Regions from separate parts of the Sus scrofa genome. Here all the other regions are linked to region 2. The links are chromatin contacts, called in public Hi-C maps. All regions are on one chromosome and are shown on one strand. The core of a region is the stretch at or near the end of the contact, and the rest is flanking DNA. Distances in the headings are between cores, read along the strand shown.

Region 1 (4,011 bases), core at 243-2,742, 390 kb after region 2:
CCAGTACCATTTCACTCAGTTATGTTGTCTGCCTGATCCCTGTAGCTATTTATATATGTGATCCTGGCATGTGGGCAGATAATCTTACACATAAGTAGCGTGCCCACGATATCCAGTGTGATCCACCCCCATCACTGCCACATTCTCCATGAAATCTTTATTCCATGAATCACCCAGTTTTCCCAAGCTCCTTCTGGGGATGTAAATCTCCCATTAGAGAAAAGAAATAAAGGGACAGGGAGCAGAAGCATGGAGTGACGTTCAATTTGGCCAGTGTACCCTGGTCTTCATGCAGGTGGAAGTTCATCAATAAGCGGTCAGGGGCCAGCCATACTGTCTGCACCCATTCTGATTCCAAGATTAAGATGTGTTTATGCCTTTCAGCCAGCAAACCTCTCTCTTGCTTAAAAGCTTCTCAGATATTACTTTCCTGGAAATTCAATTTGGCCCTGCTCTGAATTTTATACCCATAGTTTTGCTTGAAACTCAAAGAAATGAAAAACCATAATTGTTTTGCTTATGCAATAGGGAAATGGTCTTTGTGTTTTATAATCAAAACATCGTTTTTCTTGAATTTATTGTGTGTATGTGTTTTGAGGGATAATCATATTAACCAACTTGTTTTGGATACTTACTGTGTACTAGGAACTCTGCTAAGCATTTTCTATGAAAGATGAAATTTTATCTTCAACAACAATCTCGTGAGGTAGGAAGGAATGTTCTCTTCTTCCTGCAGATGAGAAAGTGAGGCACAGAGAGGTTTTAAATACCTTGCCTGAGATCAAATGGCAAGTAAGTGGGGATGCTGGAATTTGAAATCTCTGAATTGAAAGTGAAACCTCTGAACCAGGTGCCCACCAGGTTGTGCCCTTTGACCCCCCGTGTGTAGTGGTTACCAGCAAGTGCACCCAAGCCCCTCCTGCAGTGCAGATTCCCCACCCACCACTCTAGCAAGCCCCTGGTTTGCACAATCCAGAGGGGTCTTTCATACCTAGCGTTATATTCAAGTACTCACTGTGCAAAAGGAACCCCTTAAAGTGCATGCCTCTTTTGTGTAGAAGTCAGCAAAACTCCAGAGCGAACCACAAAAGGTCACAATGAAATGTGCAAATCACGTAGGAAGTGAATTCCACCCATCACGCTCCACACTGACTTTACAGCTCATCCCCTTGCATTGACCTCATGGCTCAGAAAGCAGCGGGGACAGAGGGATAAAGAAAACATCTTTTAGCGTTCTCAGGGCCAAAAGGTCTAGAAAGCCTTGGCTGAGGAAACCAGGTAAATCCTGAGGGCAAATCCTGCATTCTTCTCATGCAGAGTCATGAAACGTGATATTGGGAAGGCCCCAGGGAGATATTTCTCTCCAGACCTCTTATTTTACAGACCGGGAAACTGAGGTTCAGAGATGAGGACTGACTCCCTGGCTACTAAGGAACAGTAGAAGCCAGCTCCCTGGCACAGTAGAAGCCAGCACCCAGGCCTTGTGGCTCCCCAGTGTGGTGCTCTCTGCACAGTATCAACAAACAGTGCCTCTGCTCCGCAGGACTGAAGGGTCGGCTCCGAAGGGGACTCGGCTCCATCTTCTGGCTGCAGGAGCAGAGGGAGAGCCCTGTATATGCAAAGAAGGAGCTGGCAGGGGAAGAACAGTGATGATTCAATCAAGAGCCAAAATACCAAGTTATTAAAAATAGAGCTAACTTTTCCCCTTCTATCGCCACCCAGACTTTCATAGACATTTCCAAGCTGTCTCCTGATAGCTGCGAAGTGAAAGGAAACAGAGGATATTGTTTTCTTTTACTGGTTCCTTCTCTGACGATGAGTGCCAAGAAGCAGAGAAATTGCAATGGTGAGGGTCCCAAGGAAGACCCACTGCCAAGTAGCCCCTCACTGTTTCAGTACTTTGACATGGGGCTTGATCTCCTTTACATGTAGTGCAGTGTCCCATTGTCGTAAATGAAGAAAATGGGTTAGCAGAAGTCAAGAGATTTTCCAAAATTCGCATATCTGCCAGGTTCAGAGGCAGGTCCTAGAACCTGTGCATTTCCAGTAGTTCTTTCTGTTAGATGTGAAACCATCAACTAGAACATGATAAACTTTAAGGGAGTCATCAGCCTTTGTGTAGTAGACAGAGCTGGGATATGGTCCAGCCATGGACAGATGTAGGCGCCCTAGTTGCATGACTATGCTCAGCCACTCGACTGCTCTAAGCTTTCATTAGCTCATCTGCAAAGTAACAAAAATAATAGCTGCCTTATGAGACTAATATAAGGATTACGTGGTTATCCTTATATTACGTAAAGTGGTTGTCGTGTGATAAATGTTCAAGATGTGAGAGCATGTTCTGTCCAGTATGCTCTGTCAACACTCAAAATATTCAAGAATAACCAGAACGAAAGATCTATAACGGGTTAAAGTTAAATCAAGAATCAACAGAAAGGAGTTCCCGTCATGGCTCAGTGGTTAACGAACCCAACTAGTATCCATGAGGACTTGAGTCCGATCCCTGGCTTTGCTCAGTGGGTTAAGGATCCAGCATTGCCGTGAGCTGTGCTGTAGGTTGTAGACAGAGCTCAGATCCCACACTGCTGTGGCCGTGGTATAGGCCAGCAGGTATAGCTCCGATTCGACCCCTAGACTGGGAACTTCCATGTGCCGTGCATGTGGCCCTAAAAAGACAAAAAAAGAAAAAAAAAAGAATCAACAGAAATACCAAACCATGACTGCAGTATGACCTCTGATCAGACTTTTCCACGGCACAGATACTTATTCCCCTCCTTTTATGACTTTTCAGATATTCCTCTCAGCATGCGATAAGGCTGAAAATGGTTTTTAATCTTTTCCAAGCCTCCCTGTTTAATTCCTTCCCAGAACTTTGCTTCTCCTAACTTTGATATGCTGATTTAGTGTGTGTATGGGTTTTAAAGAGAGAAGAGTTGAAAATAGTAAAGACCATAGAAGGGCCTTCTCTTGAGGCTATAGACTTTGACACACACTGTGTCGGTCCTGCTCTCAGGTTTTGGAAATGGGAAACACAGTTCCAAATGGTTGAGTTCTATGTGTCAATGACTCATCGAAAACTCTAGTTAAGGATAAGCTCATCTTTCATGGGCTTGTAACCACAGAAAGGACCATAAATAAAACTATTTAGTCAACTGCCAAAACTAATATAAGTTGCAACTAGCTTTTTTTTTTTTTTTTTTTTTTTTTTTGTCTTTTTGCTATTTCTTGAGCTGCTCCCTCCCGTGGCATATGGAGGTTCCCAGGCTAGGGGTCTATCGGAGATGTAGCCACCAGCCTACGCCAGAGCCACAGCAACGTGGGATCCGAGCCACGTCTGTGACCTACACCACTGCTCACGGCAACACCGGATCCTTAACCCACTGAGCAAGGCCAGGGATCGAACCTGCAACCTCGAGGTTCCTAGTCGGATTCGTTTACCACTGAGCCACGACGGGAATTCTGTAACTAGCTTTTTGTAGTAGAAGACCTTTTGGTATAACCTAAGTAGAAGAACCTAAAGGAAATCTAAGTAGGCATTTCAGTTTTCAGAAGAAATTGAAGCTTAAGGAGGTAAAGTGACTTTCCTGACATATTAAAGGAAACCACAAAACCTGAGTTTTGAATCCAGATCATAAAGATACCTTTTAGTATCTTTAAAGACATCTTACAGAGAAATACTTTTCAAAATCCTTCCCTATGGAATTCTGTGTTTATAAACGACTGAACAGAACAAAGAAGGCCATTTAAAAAATTAATGATCAAGTCTTTTAATTTTAAATGTCGTATATCATGTCTGCCTCGCCGCAATTCCATCATTCTTCTAAGAGCCGTCCCCTCACTGAAATGGTTGGGCTTCTATGACTGTATGTGTACTGACTGACACTTTCACTGGACATAGCTGATTGGGTCAGAGATGAACAGAGGACCCAATCTGGGTTGATGAGAGTCTTCCCAAGGATTTCAGACCTAGGGTGGTAATCAGTTTGTTGGAAGCCTTGATTCCAAGGGAGG
Region 2 (3,613 bases), core at 109-2,608:
ATGACATTACCTCCTGCCCAGTGTTCTTTGTTTTTTTGTTTTTCCTTTCCTTTTTTATGACTGCACTTGCAGCATATGGAGGTTTCCAGGCTAGGGATTGAATCAGAGCTGCAGCTGCTGGTCTTCACCACAGCCACAGCAATGCCGATCCAAGCTGCATCTGCACCCTACCCACAGCGTGCAGCAATGTCAGATCCTTAACCCACTGATCAAGGCCAGGGATTGAACCTGCATTCTCATGGGCACTATGTCAGATTCTTAACCCTCTGAGCCACAATGGGAACTCCTGTTCTTTAGTTTTTAACCAGCTGTGTTCTCCCCACCTTGAAGTGGGCTGAGAGATCTACTAGTAAGTATTTGTCTCCACCTCCCATTGAATCATGCTCACTGCCCTCTCTTCCTTCCCACATTTCCAGGAAGTTCTCTTGCTTCTACTTTAGAGCATATCATCTTCCACGGCATATATATATATGTAAAGTTTCTTTAAGAGGCAGAAACGTCAATGGTTCTGGAGGGTCTAGGTAGAACAGCAGAATCATGACCATGGAGTCTGGGATCATACTAGTTGTGTTCAGATCCTAGCATTGCCTCTTGCTCTCTGTGTAACCTTGGGCAAGTTTCTTAACCTCTCTGCGTCTCAATTTCTCATCTCTCAGTAGGGTTGTTGAGAAGTTTAAGATAAGTTATTATAAATAAAATGCTTAGAAGAGTGCCTCTTATGATTAAGCACTCAGGTAAAAGTTACTTATTACTATAAGAATTGATACTCTGAGACCTCTCTCTTGTCCTGTGTCAGTAGATCAATGGCCTTCTAATGGCTCTCCCCACTTTTCACTATAGATCAAGCTAATACACAGAATTACATGATCTAACGTTACATTCAGAAGCAAAGGAAGCGTGTGTTATCACCAAGCGGCTTTGTTTAATAGGTAAGGAAGCATGGGGCTATAGTTGTATTCAAGTCAGGATAATAAAAGCCTGGAACCCAGCTGCATTCCCACAGCTGTGGCCTGGGACTCTTGATAAAGTCCAGAATTCTTTCTAGTTTGGTTCAAAGTCCTCCTGCCATACCAATTCCATTGGTTCTGCTATTACTCTGGTTAGGACCGTCTGCCTCTTGAAGGAAGTTGGGGGCATAAGCATAGAGTACAGCAAAGGTGAAAGGGCTTTCTGGGGTCCCAGTCCAGCTTCCAGTTTCTACAGGTGAGGAGAATGTGTTGTGATGCTGGCTGGCCCCCTAATTCAGAAAACAGAGGGCTTCTGGACCCTGGGAGCCACTCTTCCAGACAGTGAGAGGCTGACGTTCACAGAGACATGTGCTGCCTGTTGACTCATTTTGTGCATTTCCTGTGTGGTTCTTGCATCTCCCATCTAAGTTACTGACTCAGCTTAACCCTGCTTAGCTTGCAAGACCTTTCAGGGAAATCAGAGAATGAGATGCAGTCACTGCAAGTTGTCACACATGATTAAGGAGCTGGAGGAAGTGATTTATGTGGAAAGATTAAAATCCCTAAATATGGATGGCAGTGCTGCCCTGATTGAGTGGGGCTCTCGGTATTTGCAGACCGCCGTGTGGGAAGGCCAGAGACTTCCGTGGGGGGTAGGACTGCTTTAAAGGAGTGGCAGGGCAATGCAGATGGCAGAAACGTGATGATATGAAAATAAGATGCTACTTCCTGATGAAGCCGAAAAGACCAGATCCAGACAGGAAATTCCTCTGCGGTTTTATTTTGTCAGGCCACTGGCCATCTCTGGAATTTTCTACATGTAGATCTGGAAGCTCTGTGCCATTGGATAGTTCTCAGCGGCTCTTACGTCCTTCCTCTGCTGGGTCCCCATTCTTGGGGCCCTCTTTGCTTCCTCCTCTGTCCCTCCACTACACTCCTCCCCCAGTGTCTCTCCTGCTGCCCTGTTGCTCCCCGCCTCCCCAGTACCCTTTATCCACACTCCCAGTCAAATGGACTTTCCTGGTGTCCTGATTTTAACTGAGGACTATGAAGCTAGAGTTAATTGGATAAACTATTTCCTGTTAAACTGTAAGCCAGATAATTAATTGACTCTTCCAGATAGCACTGACCAGGGTCTTAGCAAGTATTAAGACTTTAAAACACTGAGAGAGAGAGAGTGTGTGTGCGTGTGTGTGTGTTCAGCAGCCTGTACATTATCTTGTGCAAATCATATTCTCCTATTCTCCTTTTCAACATTTTTTTTTTTTTTTTTTTCCTGTCAATCATATCCTACTCCCAACATTTCTCCGCATGGATGTGGGCATCATTGACCCATTGGAGTGGTCAAGGAACACATCTTAGGAAGACATCTTAAGGAAGTGATGCTGAAGCCAAAGACTGAAACCTGAGTCTGAGTTAGCAAGGTGAGGGAAGTAGGAGAGAAGGATGGCTCCAATCTCTAAGTGTTTTCCAATGCCACCTTTTATTCATTCATTCAACAAATATTGACTAGCCCCTTACTTTATGCCTAACACTATGCTAAACACTGAGGATCCAAGAAAAGAATAGAGCATGCTGACAGACCAGAAGGGGTAACATATTCAAATAAATACGATGTTGACATATATGCCAAACAGGGGCAAGGGCAAGCACTAGAGTCCTAGAGAGGAAGATGCTATGACCGGGACAGCATGGTTACTATCCCATTAACTCTGATAGACTAAAGGCAAAAATGGTGTCCTCACTGCATGGATGCTCTTTTTCTACAGAGCAGGTCGAAGATCATCTATCTGTGCTTCTTCCCTCCCCTAATGGTCTTACCCTGGCCTACCAGGCCTTTAGCAGTCTTCTGACCCTTCTCTAAAGAGCCTTGTGCTCTATTCTTGCAGCTCCCACATCACACGGTTCCTTTTTGGACCTTTGAACCCTTGAACAGCCTTTTATTCTTTTCCTGATTATCCCCTGACTGTTTGGATTTGTCTGCCAAGGTCTTGACTTTTTTTCTAGGAGCCGCCTTAAAAACCATTAACTCCTTGGAGTTTCCTGATGTCCTGGCAGTTAAGAATCCAGGAGTGTCACTGCTGTGGCTGGGTTTGATTCCTGGCCGAGGAACTTAGGCATGTGGGTAGGGGCAGCCAAAAAAACAAGACAAACAAATAAACAAACAAAAACCTCCTCTAGGAAGCCCTCCCTGACTGAATTAAAGGCATCTTCCTCTCTGGGATTCTAGTGCTTGCTCTTGCCCCTGTTTGGCATATATGTCAACATCGTATTTATTTGAATATGTTACCCCTTCTGGCCTGTCAGCATGTTCTATTCTTTTCTTAGATCCTCAGTATTTAGCATAGTATCAGGCTAGGGTGAGGGCCTAGTTAATATTTGTTGAATGAATGAATAAAAGGTGGCATACCTGTGATTATTCTCTAAGTGTAGTGTGCGTGTATAAACATTTGTCCATTAGCAATAAACAGGATATCAGATAGTGGAGCATTTGGGCTTCCTATTTTGTTGGATAATTGAAAAAAAAATGCATACATTTAATCACTCAGTTCCATGTAGTATAACTCTGTTTTTTAATGGGTAAATTGCAGGTGCCTCTCTTTAAAAATAATTTCCTTAAATGTGATAAGGTTTATTTTTTGGCTCATATTTGTTAGATTATTATA
Region 3 (3,559 bases), core at 730-3,229, 310 kb after region 2:
ATTATAGCTGGTTTACCGTGTTCTGTCAATTTTCTACTGTACAGCAAGGTGACCCAGTTACACTTACATGTATACATTATTTTTTCTACATTATCATGCTCCATCATAAAGGACTAGATATAGTTCCCAGTGCTATACAGCAGGATCTCATTGCTTATGCATTCCAAAGGCAATAGTTTGCATCTATTAACCCCAAATTCCCAATCCATCCCACTTCCTAAGTAGGTCTTTTGCAACTGTACTTCACATAAATGCCAGGAATCGTTAAGTGATTTTTGTCTTAACTCTCGAATCATAGCCTTTTCTTGTGACTGTCCAGCCACTCACATTTACTGGAAGGAACAGGGGTTCTGGGAGACCCGAGCTCCTTGCCTTGTCAGGCAGCTGCCTGGCTACAGTTTGTGGTAGGAGGGAAGAGGAGGAGGGAGAAGACCAAAAAGGCTAAAATGGTAAATTACTGTAGGTTCTGGAGAAAAATAGCATTAGAAGCATTTGTGGTTCAGATGAAAATAGCACATTTCCTTTCTGCTTGGAGTGTGGGGGGTCAGAGTGCTCCAAGGAATAGAAAATAAATAAAAATTGATCCCTCACCCATCCGAGGAGATGCTCTGGCTCTGGGAACTGAAATGATGGCTCTAGATTTGAAGATCTTGTGAAACCACTTTTGAAGGTTAATAATAATAGCAATAATAACAATAAAAACATCCAGAGACTAAAAGAAAACTATGATATGCTCTGTTGGGAAATGTAGTTCTTTCCAAGTCTGAAGAATAGGCAGCAGACCCTGATCAGGTGTATCGCCCTTTTGTTCCTGTTGCTGACCATGGTCATTCCATCTCTTCTTGCAGGTGAGAAGCCTTATAAGTGCTCATGGGAAGGGTGTGAGTGGCGTTTTGCACGAAGCGATGAGCTCACAAGGCACTACAGGAAACACACAGGTGCAAAGCCCTTTAAATGCAACCACTGCGACAGGTAAAGAAACTAAGAAGCTCCTGGGATGGGGAAGGGAGATGGTAGAGTGGGCGGGAGGGTGGGCGGGTCGTGTGCTCTTGGGTTTATCTCAAGTGTGTCTCCCAGAGACTCAGGTGTGGGCATGCCTTTTACTTCTCCACTGAAAACACCTATGAGATAAGGGTGCCTTCTTGCATGTAATCCAGAGATGGTATGAATGCTTGGTTCAGTTACGCAAGTATTTCATGAACACCAGAACCATGTTAGTCACTGGGTATCAGTAAGACAGAGCTCCTACCTCCAAGGAGATGACTGACACATGATTCTAGTATAATAGGAAAAGTAGCAGGATAGAGAATGGTCACCTGTTGCTTCTGATCTTTTTATTAACATCAATACCATTTTTCCTCTCATCCTTAACAACATGAGAGCATAGAAAGCCTGCTTAACAGAGGGAAGGTTAGTTACAAGGCTTTCCTTTGAGCGCTGCTAGGAATGCAGTTACTGAAGAGAGTTCTCATTCTTTGGGGGCCTGAACCATCCTTTCTTTGAGAATAGGTGCACAGGTCTAAAAGATGGCCAGGCTTTGAGAACTGATCCTATAATTCAATTTCAAACCTTCAGCATTTGATAGTGGAAGAAAGAGCACGTAGCAACAGATACTACACAAGTAATAGTATCTGACAGCCCTGGCATTATCAACCAATAAACCCCAAAATGGAGACTCTGCAGGCCAAGGTGAAGGCAGGATTAGGTTTAGTCATAATCAAATAATGGGCTTGCATCTGAGCGTGTTATCCTTCTAATCCTATTTCTGTGTTTAAAAGGAAGCTTAAGAAAATTAACCATCTTTTTAATGCAATACTAAAGGTCTCGGTTATGATGAGAGAAATGCTTCTAATACGATAAAAGCCCTGAAAGCCTCAGGGTTCCCCGGCTCGGCCAGCCGCTCGCAGGATGGCAGGAGGGCTGTGCAGGATGTCCGCAGAGGCCTGGCTCTGCGTCGGAGGAAATGCGATCGCTTTCGCATCCTGCCTCCCCCATCCTTGTGCCGGCACCTCCCTTGCCAGACCTTCCTCTGGAGTAGTGCCTGTTTGTTTGGAGAGTCGGGCAGGAGTGGCCAGATCTCATGGGTGGCCAGTTGGCTTGGTGCTCCTTTAAGATGCTTATAAAGGAGCGATCATGTTTTTCCTCCTTTTTTTTTTTTTTCCTTCTTCCTGAAGAGGCTATTTTCCTCTTATCTTCATTCTTTAAGAACTAAATAAAGCCCCCAGGCCTCCTGGAGCCTGAAGATAACCTCCCACCCCAGGGCTAAGGAAGTACACTCCATGAAGCTATTGTCTCTCATCCCCTTGGAGCTCCCTTCTGCTAACCTTCCTGCCCCCCCCAACAACCTGTTTTTTAATGTCTCTCCCATTACCTTGAGGGCTCCCTGAATTTATGTGAATCCGCAGTTGTTCTTTTATAGATTATATTTCAGTGATGATCTTCTCTCAACTCCCATCTCAAGGGCATTCCTCTCTGACCCTGGCTACTAATAGAGAAGGGACATAGATGGTCACTCTTGGTCCACAGCTTGGAGAAAGAACATTATTATATTAAGGGGGATGCAGAGGAATCCTTTATCAGTTACCCAAATAATGGTGGTAGTAGGTACAGATGAGGCACCCTGTCCTGAAGGGTGGTGAGGTTCTTCCCTGGAGATGGAGCATTATGGACAGCCATTATCCTTGGAAACAGACAGAGAATTCTTAGGGGGAAATTACCAGTTAGTATTCTTCTCTTCTTGTCTCCTGAGTTATTAAGCCATATGCAGCTGTCTAGCACTTGACATATGAGGATTCAGTCTGACCATTGGTGTGATTTATATGAAGAAATGCTTCAAACCCATTGGATATTTCAGTGAAGGACATGTCAGGGATGGAAAATTTACCTAGTTCTCTGTGCTCTTTTCTTCATCACAATATACCTGGGTTTCTGTAGCTAGAAATCTGCTGAGGTGATGGCACAAGTTCTGTAACATGGTACTTGGGGAAGCTGGTGAGTAGCTCAAAGTCCTGTGGTGTGGGCTGAGGGTCAGTGTGTTTTCACCAATGTCAGAAACCAGGGAGTGGAGTTGACTGGTGTCTCCTGACAGGTAGCACCTTATACTTCAATTGCAGGAACTGCACTGAGAATTAAAGCAGGTCTGGGAGACAGCGTAGGGAGTTGGAGTGGTCCCAGAGCCAATGAAAGGAAAGCCTGGAGTGGCTGGGGACTTGATGTTCCATAGAGGAGTTTGACCTTCAGAAACAGGGCATCTGTAGTCCTCTGCAGGACACAGAATCCTGATAGTACCACAGTGCATGTGAGCGCAGAAACCTATCTCTTGCCTTGTATAATTGGAGCAATCTGACCACCCTATTTAGAAGCTAAACTAGGATTGGGGTTTCTGGTCCTTAAAGCATGGACCAAGTCTAACTTATGCTTGCATTTCGCCTATAGGGTAGATTCAAAAAAATACATGAGTTTTTGTTTGTTTTGCTAACATTTAAAATTGCTAAATGTCACAAAAATCTCTATTCCTGGCTTTTTGTGGAAAAATCAGAAGATTTGGTAAGAGTGGGCT

What was found. Hi-C and Micro-C count contacts between places; a contact is called where the count stands out from the background.
Region 1: a contact with region 2 is called in a Hi-C map of embryonic fibroblasts, with 1.8 times the contacts expected there. The contact joins two enhancer-like sites. A contact is called at or near these places in 2 of 47 Hi-C or Micro-C datasets (embryonic fibroblasts and epiblast stem cells) and 1 of 2 datasets of contacts at active chromatin or transcription factors (skeletal muscle).
Region 3: a contact with region 2 is called in a Hi-C map of liver, with 6 times the contacts expected there. The contact joins two enhancer-like sites. A contact is called at or near these places in 2 of 47 Hi-C or Micro-C datasets (embryonic fibroblasts and liver) and 1 of 2 datasets of contacts at active chromatin or transcription factors (alveolar macrophages).

Annotation. Positions count from the first base shown.
Region 1 is chr15:110,216,197-110,220,207 of Sscrofa11.1, reverse strand. No RefSeq gene overlaps it. Among named protein-coding and RNA genes, the nearest start is that of CPO, 53 kb to the right of the region's middle. Within about 2 kb of position 1,492, at least 11 of the 83 cell types and tissues checked have an H3K27ac peak or open chromatin away from gene starts, as enhancers often do. A contact at or near this core is called in embryonic fibroblasts, where this site is marked.
Region 2 is chr15:110,601,591-110,605,203 of Sscrofa11.1, reverse strand. No RefSeq gene overlaps it. Among named protein-coding and RNA genes, the nearest start is that of CREB1, 100 kb to the left of the region's middle. Within about 2 kb of position 1,358, at least 37 of the 83 cell types and tissues checked have an H3K27ac peak or open chromatin away from gene starts, as enhancers often do. A contact at or near this core is called in embryonic fibroblasts and liver, where this site is marked.
Region 3 is chr15:110,293,316-110,296,874 of Sscrofa11.1, reverse strand. It overlaps KLF7 (Kruppel like factor 7), which reads left to right. Exons shown (of 4, transcript NM_001097487.1): 3 at 849-972. Among named protein-coding and RNA genes, the nearest start is that of KLF7, 84 kb to the left of the region's middle. Within about 2 kb of position 1,979, at least 3 of the 83 cell types and tissues checked have an H3K27ac peak or open chromatin away from gene starts, as enhancers often do. A contact at or near this core is called in liver, where this site is marked.